Regions from separate parts of the Mus musculus genome. Here region 2 is linked to region 1. Evidence: chromatin contacts called from public promoter capture Hi-C data. All regions are on one chromosome and are shown on one strand. The core of a region is the stretch at or near the end of the contact, and the rest is flanking DNA. Distances in the headings are between cores, read along the strand shown.

What was found. Promoter capture Hi-C pulls out the DNA fragments that hold promoters and counts their contacts.
Region 2: a promoter capture Hi-C map of epiblast stem cells shows a contact between it and region 1, with 16 times the contacts expected there. The contact joins the enhancer-like site here to the promoter of Kbtbd8os in region 1. A contact is called at or near these places in 15 of 39 promoter capture datasets (the C10 cell line, the HPC-7 cell line, cranial neural crest and 10 more), 3 of 484 Hi-C or Micro-C datasets (brain, nephron progenitors and pancreatic cancer cells), 12 of 115 datasets of contacts at active chromatin or transcription factors (the 230-238 cell line, bone marrow-derived dendritic cells, embryonic forebrain and 6 more) and 1 of 9 other capture datasets (adipose tissue).

The regions. Positions count from the first base shown.
Region 1 is chr6:95,113,717-95,120,001 of GRCm38.p6, forward strand. It overlaps Kbtbd8os (kelch repeat and BTB (POZ) domain containing 8, opposite strand), which reads right to left and starts at 3,915. Exons shown (of 2, transcript NR_153843.1): 1 at 3,876-3,915; 2 at 301-687. Kbtbd8 (kelch repeat and BTB (POZ) domain containing 8) reads left to right here and starts at 4,164. Exons shown (of 4, transcript NM_001008785.5): 1 at 4,164-4,258; 2 at 4,807-5,017. The coding sequence starts at 4,243.
Region 2 is chr6:97,046,226-97,052,510 of GRCm38.p6, forward strand. The region is part of intron 1 of Tafa4 (TAFA chemokine like family member 4); the gene reads right to left. Among named protein-coding and RNA genes, the nearest start is that of Tafa4, 11 kb to the right of the region's middle. Within about 2 kb of position 2,431, at least 16 of the 459 cell types and tissues checked have an H3K27ac peak or open chromatin away from gene starts, as enhancers often do. A contact at or near this core is called in the 230-238 cell line, epiblast stem cells and stem cell-derived epiblast-like cells, where this site is marked.

The DNA of each region.
Region 1 (6,285 bases), core at 2,665-5,164:
TGTCTGAAAGCAAACCAAAGGAAGACAAAACAAAACAAGGTTTTTTTTTAAAATTAAGTATTCATGCATACACATTTTCCTTCTTGGGTAGGCTAAATTCCAAGTACTAGTTAGACAAATAAACACATTTTAGTATCCTCTGCTATAATTAAAATCAGTGTTTGAAAAAATATACTTTTCTTCGTTTTACCATTACATAAAAAGATATAATAAAGTAGAGAATACTCAATAGGTAGACTTAATGCTAATATCCACTTAGAATTCTGGATTTTTAAAAAAGAAAACCATATGCAACATATAGGCCCCAGAATTTAAAACATCAGTTTTAGTATCTGCAATTATATTCAATTTATATTAAAAATACTCTGTTGCTTTATTCCAGGCATTAGTCCTGATGATACAAGGTTTTGGCAAGACAAATGTCACATTGGCCACATCAAGTAGACTGTAGCTGAGATGTTAAATGCTTAAGGATGTCATTTGCTGAAAGGTGACAGTCTTCCATGTGCCTTCCTCCCTTCTTTCCTTTTATACAGCCCTGGTTAATCTCACAGCCTCCACAGTGCCCAACAAGGAAATTGGTGAGCCGAAGAATCCATTTGCAGAAGTGAGGTTCTATTTCCTCTGCCTCCTCTGCCATCAGCTGCTATCACATCTGTGTTGTGTGGGATCATTACTGACAGTTGCCTGTGTACAAATTATAATCGCTAAAAGTTACTCTTTCAATGTTAAGACAGACACACACACACACACACACACACACACACACACACACAGAAAGGTGAATGCATTTTGTTCTCATCTTCTGAATTTGTTGTTTTCACGACTCTTCATCTTTTCTATAACTTAAAGATCAAGACTTTTTTCAAGAAGTTCTTTTTGCTTTTAGTTCCAAGGCAATATATACATACTATAAGAAAGCCCCAGGGTCTAACTTAAGTACAGTTCTTCCAGTTTGCTTTTATAGGTTTCTATCCTTTATATATTTTACTTTAAACTGTAACTATGTGGGAAAATTGCTTCAAAGGGCAACACAGTGGTGAATACATCAAGAGAACTGGGTTACCTTTTCGTCTTTCTTTCGAGGCTGTTCATAGGCTTGGTAGGTTTCTTTGAGATCTGTGGAAATATTTTGGGGCCACTTGGCAGGAATTTGACTTTGGGCCAGGACATAGGAAGTAAGCCCAGGAAGGAATCTGATTTGGGGCTAGAACAAAGAAATAGGCTTCAGGCAAGAATATGACTTTGGACTAGGACAGGGAAGTAGGCTCAGATATCTTGGTCATCCTGATGAGCCCCTAGAAACAGTGATCAGGGGACTTTGTTTATTGTCTTGCTTGTTCCTTACCTAGAACTGACCTTATTTCTTATATGTAATTAAAAAAAAGATTTATTTATTTATTTATTATATGCAAGTTCACTGTAGTTGTCTTTAGGTACACCAGAAGAGGGCATCAGTTCTCATTACAGATGGTTGTGAGCCACCATGTGGTTGGTGGGATTTGAACTCAGGACCTCCAGAAGAACAGTCAGTGCTCTTAATCACTGAGCCATCTCTCCAGCCCCTGTATATAATCAAAATGGTATAAAAGTAGATTGGGAAAAAAATAAACCCACCTCAGCCTCAGAACTGACTGAAGTCATGTTACAGAGTTGTCTAATTGTCTTTTTTCTTTTTAATCCTCACTCCAGCCCTGGAGAACCTGTTGACTGACTGAGCAGGCTTAGTCAAAGATCCTTCTGCTTATCCCTTTTGTTTAAAATGTGCATCATAATGATAACAAATCTTCTCTAGACAATGCCACCTGACCAGTTGTGGAGTCTATTTATAGGATATTCATGCAAATGGCAAGCTTACAAATTTTTATTTCTTACATTTAGATTTAGTTTCTGTACTTTGTAGTCTGCCCCATTCCCAAATTGACAAATCTTTGACCATTAAAGGATAAGGAAGCTTTCGTTTGCTTAATTTAGCAACAAAGACAATTACATTATTTAATTAGTACAGAATTAAATAGAAAATTGAGTTTTAAAAGCAAGAATGAAAGAAAATTAGCCAAGAGTCTCTTAAAGAGCTTTAACAGCATTGAAAAAGTTGTTGATTAAATTTGAACTTCAGTTAAACAACCAATAGGACTTTCTCCCAAAATGCATGCTTTCTGTTTTAATTGCTAAATTTATACTGATAATGCCATTTTTCTTAATGCCCTCAATATTGTGAGCAGAATGTTTTTACTAAATTATTGAATACATGAAAAATGCAAATCCAAAGTTAGAAGTAACAAACATGAAGTCAAATTTATCATGTAAAGACTATGCTGATAAGCAAGCCTTTAATGTTTCATTAGCAAGGACTGTGAGTGAGGCTCTTAAGCCCCGATCCCCAGGAAGCACCACATCTTATTAATTTGCCTAGTGGCACAGCACTTGGAACTTTGTTTAAATTTCTAACGTACCTAGGGAATAGAACTACTTTAAATCATTCCCACTCTATCAGTCACAGGTAAAATTTCAAGACCCCTTTAACAAGGTCACCTGGAGTTGGTGATGAGGCTCCCTGGGAGCTGGTAGTGTGCATGCATGGTGCCTGTGGTTCAATTTACAGCAATATACTAAATACATAAATAAAAAATAATAAAATATTCAACTGCTTGACCTAATGCTAGGAAAGTTACTACTGTGAACTAAGTCTCTACTGAAGCTTCCTTCCCATTCACTGATAAAGGGGTATCTGCAAGTATTTGTTCACTTCGCTTTCCATTCATCTTTTAAGTTTCTACAACTTGTCAGAGCATCCTGTTAGATGCCAGAAACAGGATGAGGAAATCAGAATAGATAACAAGGTGGCTGGGGAGATGGCTCCGTGATTAAAGTGCTTGCCATGCCGAGAGAGAGAGAGAGAGAGAGAGAGAGAGAGAGAGAGAGAGAGAGAGAGAGAGAGAGAGTTAATATCTCTGGGTTTCGATTGAGAGACCATGCTTCACTGTATAAGGTAGAAAAGCAGCGTTGTAGGATTTCTGACACCAATCTCCGGCCTCCACGTGCACCTGCACCGCCCCCCAACATGTACATCCACTCGTGCAAACAAAACAAAACAAAACAAAACACCAAACCACAGATACAAATGCACACACACAGAGACTCAGACAGACAGACAGACAGACAGACACACACACACACACACACACACAATAGGAGAAGAAAAAAAAATAGGTCAACAATAAAACCCCTGCTTTCTTGCAAAAAACTATGAAGTAGACTGAATGCCGAGTGCTCGCTGTTATAAGAGAGGTTCAAGGGCTGGAAGAGCTTGTGCAAGAGCCAGGGTTGAGCACGGTCCAGAGGAGCGCCAGGCTCAGCCTCTCTCCAGCATCTCTTCACAGGAAAGCCGGAGGCCCTCTTCACGTTCAAGAAGCCCAGGGGAAATCAATTATCCGAGTCTCCCTTGAGTACTCGAGCGCTCTTCGGTGTGACAGGTGTTTCCTGGTGTGCTAGAAATGCAAGCCAAGTGGATTCAGGTCCTGAGTGGCCATGTAACCAGACCCAGTTGATCTGTGAAAAGCGGGGCATGTGGCTAAGGGGATGCAATTTCAAGTGGGCGTTACAGGTGACTCATCAGAGACCTATCGATGGTGTGTGTGTGTGTGTTGGGGGGGGGGGGGTTGTCTTATATCCTTTGTATTTTTGGATAACAGCCCTCCTGACCATTTCCAACTTTTCGGAGTTTCATAGCCCTCGTGCAGAGCGCGTTTTCATACCAGAATCTAGTCACGGATAGGGAATTTGGGGTATGAAGACAATTATTTTTAAAGTGGAGTCGAGACTAGGAGAGAGGCCCTTGCCGGGGAAATTTGCTCAATAAGAGCTTTTCCTACCTCACTCCTCAGAGTGACAGTTCGCCTCAGCCAGATGACTACATTTCCCAGCGGGCGCTGTGCATCTCAAGGCACAGGCTGGCGGGCTCGGGGCGCTCCTCCGCCCAGCTAGCCAATAGAAATGCTCGGCTTGGGCCTCTGTCCGACTAGGAGCACGCGGGAACGGGGGCCTTAAAACTACATTTCCCGACGCGCTGGTAATCGCGCACTGACCAATCAGAGCCAGGTATTTTGAGGCTCGGGGAGGAGCCGACTCGGTCAGCCACCCTCATTGGCTAGGCAACGCTTAGCAGAGCCGGAACCCGGGAGCGAGCGAAACGCAATGACATTTCCTCTTTAAATAACCGGAGCCGGGGCCCCTGTAGTAATGGCCGCGTCGGCAGGTGGGTGGCGTGGTGCGGCCGCCCGCAGTGTCGGAGGAGGGAAGCAGGAGCGCGGGCGCCGGCCACAACCTGAAGCGGCGGCCTTAAGGCGGGAGGGAAGGATGGAGAGACGGCGGGCGCGGAGGCGAGGATGAATGGGGAGGAGGGCGGTGGGCGGCGCGCCCGCGAAGATGGGGCGTCTGGGTACCGGCCGCCCGCGAGGCGGTTGAGGGGTGCCCTGGCAGTCGCCCTCGATCGCGCTGCCCTCGGGAGCCTTCCGTCCCGCGCTCGACCCGGAGCCGAGTCCCCGCGCATCGCCGCCGCTGCCGGCTCGGCTGGCTCGCCTCACACGCTCCCTCCGCGAGCGCGGCGGTCCGGGCTCGCCGGGCTCCGGAGGAGCGCGCCGGCCTGGGAACTTGTTCGCCCTTGTTGAGCTCTCGGCTCCTAGAGCCTGTGTCGGCGCTCCTGTGCCCACACACGGACGTTTGTGTACGGGGTGGGGGGGAAAAAAACCCACGATGCCGTAAACTGGCTTCGAACTTCTTGTGGTTGTGCGATTTTTCTCCTAGATTTAAGTAAGTCTTCCCCAACACCGAATGGGATTCCATCTTCAGACACAGCCAACGATACCATGGATCCTTTCCATGCTTGCAGTATTCTTAAGCAACTCAAAACAATGTACGATGAAGGACAGTTGACAGACATTGTAGTGGAAGTGGATCACGGGAAAACATTTTCCTGTCATAGAAACGTTCTTGCTGCAATCAGCCCCTACTTCAGGTATGACGACGGTAGAAACTTATATATTACTATCCGTACAAGACTCCCTTTCAACCCAGTGTTAGCCACTTGATTGTGGTACTGAGTTGGGACAAATACATAAAGGCAAACCAGGTGTTTATTTTCTGAGAGTAGGTAACAGGTCTTGCTTGTCTTACTAATGAGCCCCTGTTTTGAGGTGGGATTCCAGAGTTTAGATAGTTGGATTTTAAGTTAGTGGACTTGTGAGGTATTCATACTATGTATGCTGCCAGCCACATTTGAAAAAAATTATAATGCTTTAAAATTAAAATCAGTGGCGACACTAAAACATGTCACGTGCACAGACAACTAAGTGTGGCTGGTGGCTGCTGTACTGGGCAACGGGGATATACAGTGTTTCAATCAATCATTGAAATGATCTAGAATTTTAAATATTTCTGATGTTTCCCCACCCCCCACCCCCGGTTTTTAGTACATAGGACTTTTTTTTTTTTTTTTTTTTTTTGAGTTTAAAACATAGGAACTTGCTCCTTTATAAATAAACTAGGATTTTAAGATTGTTTTAATGCCATGGAGTTTTGTGAAGAGTAGTGAAATAAAATACAGGTTATTTATGTCTTACTTTCCAAGATTCCCAGAAATAGTTCATGCTTTCTAAACTCTCTTTTTGTCCCTTTTGCCATAAAATGTTGAAAAGTGAAAGTTTTATTTGAACTCAAGTCTGAAAACTAAGTTTTTAGTCTAAGAACAGATGATTGGAATCGGTTTTGTTTCAGGTACTTCCTTCTAAAAGCCCTTCAGCATACAGAAGTGGTTCGTGAATGATAGGAAGACTATCTTGTCAGCCACACTCTTGCTCTATCTTTTGAGGTGCTTATAAGGTGCTTATCCATCCCACTGTAATGTTGCATTCATTAGTTTCTGGTCCCTCTTTCTCAGAATGCTGGGTCAAATACAGTTACATCAGTTTTGATATTGAAAATCGTTTAGACTTGCCTGGGGTAGGTCATTGAACCAAGTATTAATTATTACAGGATAGAAAGCTGGAAAGAAAAAAGATGAAATGTCCAGAACACAGGTTGGCTTGGCATTAGAAGCCACTGCTGCTTGTCATGTGTGTATTTGAATATATGGCACGCTTGTTCCTTACCAAACTCTGAGTGAAGCTTACTTGATATGTATTGTCTTCAATAATCCTAATAATCTTGTGCTTATACAGTTATGCCCATATGTGTATGAAAAGATCCAGATGAGTGATATCTAAGTCATTCAAATGGCAGAACTAG
Region 2 (6,285 bases), core at 1,181-3,680, 1.9 Mb after region 1:
CATAGCTATCAATTCACTTTCACGAAGAACTGCCCCTTAGGACAGTATAGCAATTGACAAGGCCCCCTGGCAAAGCAGAGCAGACCAACATCTCCGACCAGGAGGGGCAGCACCTGAGGAACCCTAATGACACCATTTCGTTTGCATTCCTGGGTTTATCTCCCCATCCACAGCTTAAAAGTCCTTAGACCTCCTGCTCAGCAAACCAGATGGTACTTCCCATCTCTCCATCATATTTAGAAATAATTCTAAAAAACATTGATACCAGTAGACTACAATGGCTGTGCCTTATAGGACAGTGCATCCCCCTTCTACCTGCACTATCTGATAGGTAGCCCCCACATACACAGCCGATGAAAGCTAAGTTAGTTAAACTGAAAGGAAGGTTAAGATGTAGGCCCTAGTTGGGTCTCGGAAACCCAGAACAAATGGCTACCTGAGGGGCCTATTAACATACCAAAAAGAATTCTGGCCAGCTTTCCCAGGATCCCTCAGCACCTGTGGCTCCTCCCAGCCCTTCTCATCCCGCCCCCTACTCCAAGGGTCTGGGCTCCGCTTTCCTTCCCCCAGTCTTATTCCTGTATAACTCAGCCATTTTGACTACACAGTCTCTTGACCAGGCAGCCTAATGGTCAGTGGCTTCTTTCTTGCTCTCCCTTCCCCCTCTCTCCATTCATGATCTGATTTAGTCTGCCTTCTGGCCATGTTCACCTGGACTCTTCCCCTCTGCCTGCTTTCTCCCTTATATCTACAGTAAAAAATCTTCTCTGTACTTTAGGAGACATCAGGTCTCCTCCTTTTCTTTCTTTTCTTTTCTTTTTTTTTTTTTTTTTTTTTTTTTTACCTAGTTCTAACTCATAATAGACACATTTACAGAGCCCATGAGGGAATATGGCTTAATAGCAAGCATTGAGGATTTGGGGTTTGTGCATGTTTATGCGTGACTATGTACATGCATTTGTGCTGGCAGGCATATGTGTGCATGTGGACTGAAGAAGACAACCTCAAGTGCCCTTCCTCAGGCATATTGTATCCTTCCTTCCTTTCTGCCTTCTTGCCTTCATTTCCTTTCTTCTTCCTTCCTTCCTCCCTTCTTTGTTTTTGTTGTTAGACAAGCTCCCTCACTGGTCTGGAACTCAGCACTCTAGGCCAGCTGGACAGTGATTTCTGGGGCCCACCAGTCTCTGCCCAGCAGTAGGGGTTTTAGTATAGTCTCGTCAAGTTCTATTGGAACATTCAAGAATATGTAAGATTGGGAGCTAGAGATGACTCAGTTGCTTAAGTGCCTACAGAGCAAGCATGAGTTTGGTTTCCTTGGCATCCACCTAAAAACTCCAGGTGTGGTCAGGAACACCTGCAACCCTGCAGGGCAGAGACAGGCGTATCCCTATAGCACACTGGACAGTCATTCTGGCTCATCAGTGAGCTTCAGGCTCTGTGAGAGACTCTATGTGGACAGATAAGGAAAAGAACAATAGTAGAAGCTTCCTAGCACTGACCTATCAGCTCCATATACAATCAAACACACATGTGTTCACACACACACACACACACACACACATACACAGAGAGAGAGAGAGAGACTGTATAAGATTGTAGTGGACAGATTTAACCTTTGATGCCCAGAGCCTGACCTCTCCTGGGGTTTACATAACTTAATTCTGCGAGAAGATACAATGGAAAGGCTTTGCGCATCCTCTTATTTCCCAGGTCCATCCACTCTAAAGCATATCCTATCAGGAGGTAATTCCACTTCTGCCCCCAGAAAACTCCCAACATGAGTAGAAAGGGACCTGAAAGCGTGAGAGGCCTTCCTTGCATAAGTGCCACATCCCAGCTAATGCTGTGCACGAACTTGCTCACAAATGGTCTCCTGGCGTCCTCCTCCCTCAGATTGAAAACATGGAGGAAAGTCTCAGTGTGTACTGGAAAAAGAGCGGGTGAATAAAATGTACCTGCACAGTAGAATACTAAGTGGCTGTTAAAAGTACTGAGGCAGCTCCAAGTATATCTCGGTGTAAACAGATCTCAAAAACAGCAAATGAAATGCTTGTGAAGCCAAATATCTGCTGTGATGCCATTTAAATGAAAAAGCTCACCTACAGGGTTATATTTAGGGAGCACGGTTAATTTAAATACTGAGCAGGAGCATTTGGTACACTTCAACGTTAAACTATAATGATGAGTGTGTTTCCTAATTCTTATGATTTATTGACACTGACAAATCCGCTTCACGTGGTCAGAGAGGCCACCCATGCCTGTCCATCCTTCCTCCCAAAGCTCAGTGTCACTTGAAATCACATCTCCCCATTCAAAAGGAGAGAAGTTAAACTCCCCAGGGGGTGCGGGTGGAGAGAGTGAAAGGCAATGGTTTCATTGTCTCTCAGGCACCTTTTACTTCCACTTTCCTGTGACCGGTGGGACTCCCACAGAGTCACTGTTGTCCAGCCTTGTGGCAGGTGGCTTCACTGCTACCATGATGTCACTTGAACAGCTGTGGCTGTGTGAACCAGCTGCACCCAACCATGGTTCCTTACAGTGCCTATCTGCTTTTAAGGAATGGTGTTTTTCTAAAAGAAGGAGAAGGGGGAGGAAGAAAAAGGAGGAGAAAGAAAGAGAGGAAGGAAGGGCTGGAGAGAGAGAGAGAGAGAGAGAGAGAGAGAGAGAGAGAGAGAGAGAGGAAGAGAGAGAGAGGGAGGGAGGGAGGAAGAGAGAGAAAGAGGGAGGGAGGGAGGGAGAGAGAGAAAGAGGGAGGGAGGGAGGGAGGGAGAGAGAGAGAGAGGGAGGGAGGGAGAGAGAAAGAAAGGAAAAAAGGAAGGAAGGAAGGAAGGAAGGAAGGAAGGAAGAAAGAAAGAAAGAAAGAAAGAAAGAAAGAAAGAAAGAAAGAAAGAAAGAAAGAAGAAAAAGGAAGGGAAGGGAAGGGAAGGGAAGGGAAGGGAAGGAAAGGAAAGGAAAGGAAAGGAAAGGAAAGGAAAGGAAAGGAAAGGAAAGGAAAGGAAAGGAAGGTGTTTTGAAGCTTCTATTTCTAGCCTCCATGTAAGCTATGTTCAGTTCTGTCCTCTCTGCCACTGAACTTGGAGCCAGGAGCTTCATCTGCTGACTGACCAGGTCTGAGTCCGAGAAGGTGACATAGTCCCAAAGGGCAGACAGACAGGGGGAAGCACACACAAGTGACAGTGGGACAGAGATGGCCAAAGGGAAACCTAACTTGCCAAGGGGGACAACCATGACTGATGGGTCCTAAGGAAATGTTAGCGCTGGCCTAGTCACACAGAATACAAGTATGAGAGAGGACCAGGGTTCCATACACCAGCTATGGAACAAAGAATCAGAACCAGCTGTGTGGAATAAGGAGATTAGATGCCTACCCTGGCCAAGGAGTTTGACAGTTGCAAGTTCTAACCTTTTTGCCAACACACACATGTTTCTGTAACTCAGACTCCCTCTAAAAAAGAGAGAGAGGAAAGAAAGAATTCACCAATCCCCATTTTATTTAATGAGTAAGTATAGCTGCATGTGTTGGCACATGCAGATAATCCCAGCACTTGGAAGGTCCAGGAAGGAAGACAGGAGTTCAAGGTCATCCTCAAGTACATAGCAAATTCAAAACTACCTTGAGCTGTATGAGACCCAGTCCAGGAGATATAGATATAGATATAGATATAGATATAGATATAGATATAGATATAGATATGGATATGGATATGGATATGGATATGGATATGGATATGGATATGCAAGCATTTTCCATTTCTTTTCTTATTCAGGGGAGGCTCACATTTGCAAACTTACAAGTTTTTTAAACAATGTGAGCCAAAGTAAAACCCCACTCAAAGCTTCTCACTTCAGCAGACACAGGAGGTAATTGACTCCTTCAAGTGACAGGAGAAAGCAACAAAACCATGCAGATACATTTTACAGCCCCTCAAGTCCCATAACTCTATTGACTACTCCATCTTCTAGTCCTGCCCAGCAATTCAGTTATTCTCAGAACGGATGAAATCTTAAATCCACATCAGCTCTTAACATCTGCCAGAGTCTTAACAACACAGAACAAAGCAAAAATCCCCCATATGCCACCTGCTGGTAGGAGTATAATTTAAATCAAAGTTCAAAAGTGTATGGGAGTCTAGCAGACTCAGAACCAAAAATTTAGTAGGATTGTTTTCTGTGCCAATAAAGACATCAGCAAAGTGGCAGAAGGCTGGGTACCCTGTACAGCCAAACCGCATCCATAGTCATTCAAACAACTGTACAGCTGTTTCAAAGCCTTCAACTACAGCAAGTGCATCTTGTGCAAACTGAAGGGCATTATCAAAATCAGTTTCTCACGTAGGACACTGATTCGACTCACATTAATTTATGCTTTGGGCTTGGTAATTTGAATCAATCTTCAGAGCCATATTATTTAGACAAGCTTATCAGTGGATTACAAAATTGACTAACTCCCATGCTAATCAAAATGGCCACGTGGTGTGGAAAAATCTTGACTAATTCCCATGCTAATCAAAATGGCCACGTTTTATGAACATCTCTTTCACCTCTGAAAAATGCACTGTCCTGCCAGGTGTTGCTCAGAGTATGGTGCAAGGCTAGCAACCCCCATGGAAGTCTGTGAGATATGCACACTTACAGGCTCCACCGTAAGTGTGCTAGATACCAAGCTCTGTGGGTGAAGACCTGTTTCAGCAAGCCCTCCAGACGAACCTTATTTACTGGCATCTAAGATATTGGTACTTGCCTGTAATCCAAGAGCTCCAAAATATGAGACGGAAGTGTCATGAATTAGAGAGCAGACTGAGTTACATAGGAAGGTCAAAGCCATTTTGGGGTTACATTTAAGAGACCCTGGCTCCTGAGCTGGGGAGATGGCTCAGTCAGTAAAATGCTAGCTATACAATATGAGTCTAATCTCAGAACCTAAGTAGAAGCCAGGCAATCCCAGCAGCAATCCCAGTATTGGAATGGCAGAAGCAGGAGACATACTGGAACTTGCTGGCCAGCCAGACTAAGTAAATCTACAATCTCCAGGTACAGAAGGAGACATCACCTCAAAAACTGGGGTGGGCAGCAGTTGAGAAAGATACTACTGTCAACCTCTGGTGCCTACATGCATACATGGACACATACATCCACACAAATATGCAGAGTGGCAGGAAGGGAGAGAATGTGGGACAGACAGACAGACAGACTTACTGTAGACAGACAGATGGACTGACTGGCCCTGGCTTTAAAACAATAAAACAGTGAGGCAATGATACCGCAGCTGGAAGCAAGCACAACAGAAGACCAATAATATTAATACAAAATAGATTTGAAAACTCCAGACTTCCGAATTTTGTAAAATGCCATTAGCCTAAACCTATTTCATCCCCACTCCTTCTAAGTAAATGAAGACCGGGAAACTCATATGGGAATGTAGACAACGGCGTGTGAGTTCATGTCTATTTATGCTATGGCTCAGAGATATTTGCACATCAAACCCGAATCTGAGTTTACACTGGGGATCCTGGGTCTTTTGTAAATGTGGAGAGAGTAAATTCAGAATCAAAATGTCTTGAAGAAACAGTTTTCTAGGAATGCTGCCAGTCCCTTCTCAGGGTGACCTTGACTTTCAGATTGAGGAGTCCTCCCCTCTCCTGATTAATACTTCAAGGAATGATTAGTGGGCTTTGTTCATGGAGACAGGGGGACACCCTGACTCATGACCTGCCTTCTCCAGAGCTCTCAGAGTTGTGACTTTAGCACAGAGGTTCAGTGTGGACAACAGAACAAATGGGTGCACCCTGCTCACGACTCCCCAACAGGATATGTGGAACCCCTGCGTTCCAATCCTTGCCATCTTCCTCTCTATGACACAGAAGCTTACAAATGAACTTCACACACCTGATGCAGGGTTCCATGGGACCCCCCATCCTTGCTCGGATAAAGGCTTATTTCTGAATCTTTAGAATCAAATTAGGACATCGTCAGATACCTATTTGTACAAACGTTAATTTCAAGTGTATTTAAATAACTTTGCCTCTTGCTTTTCCTCTTCTCATCAAGCCGAGATGCTTCCACTGTGTAATCACGATAATGAATAAACATGGGGTGCTTACAAAGGACTCCAGCACTGCCAAACTGATCAATTGTTAATTCTACCAAGTGACAGAACGTGCCTTCCTTGGCAACAACTCCATCAAGCCATGATTACAGTGGGAAAGATGCCCGTGCCCGTATTACCAGTGCCTCTGGAAAGTAAACCCACAATCATTCCTAGAATTCCACCTTGGGTTCATCTGG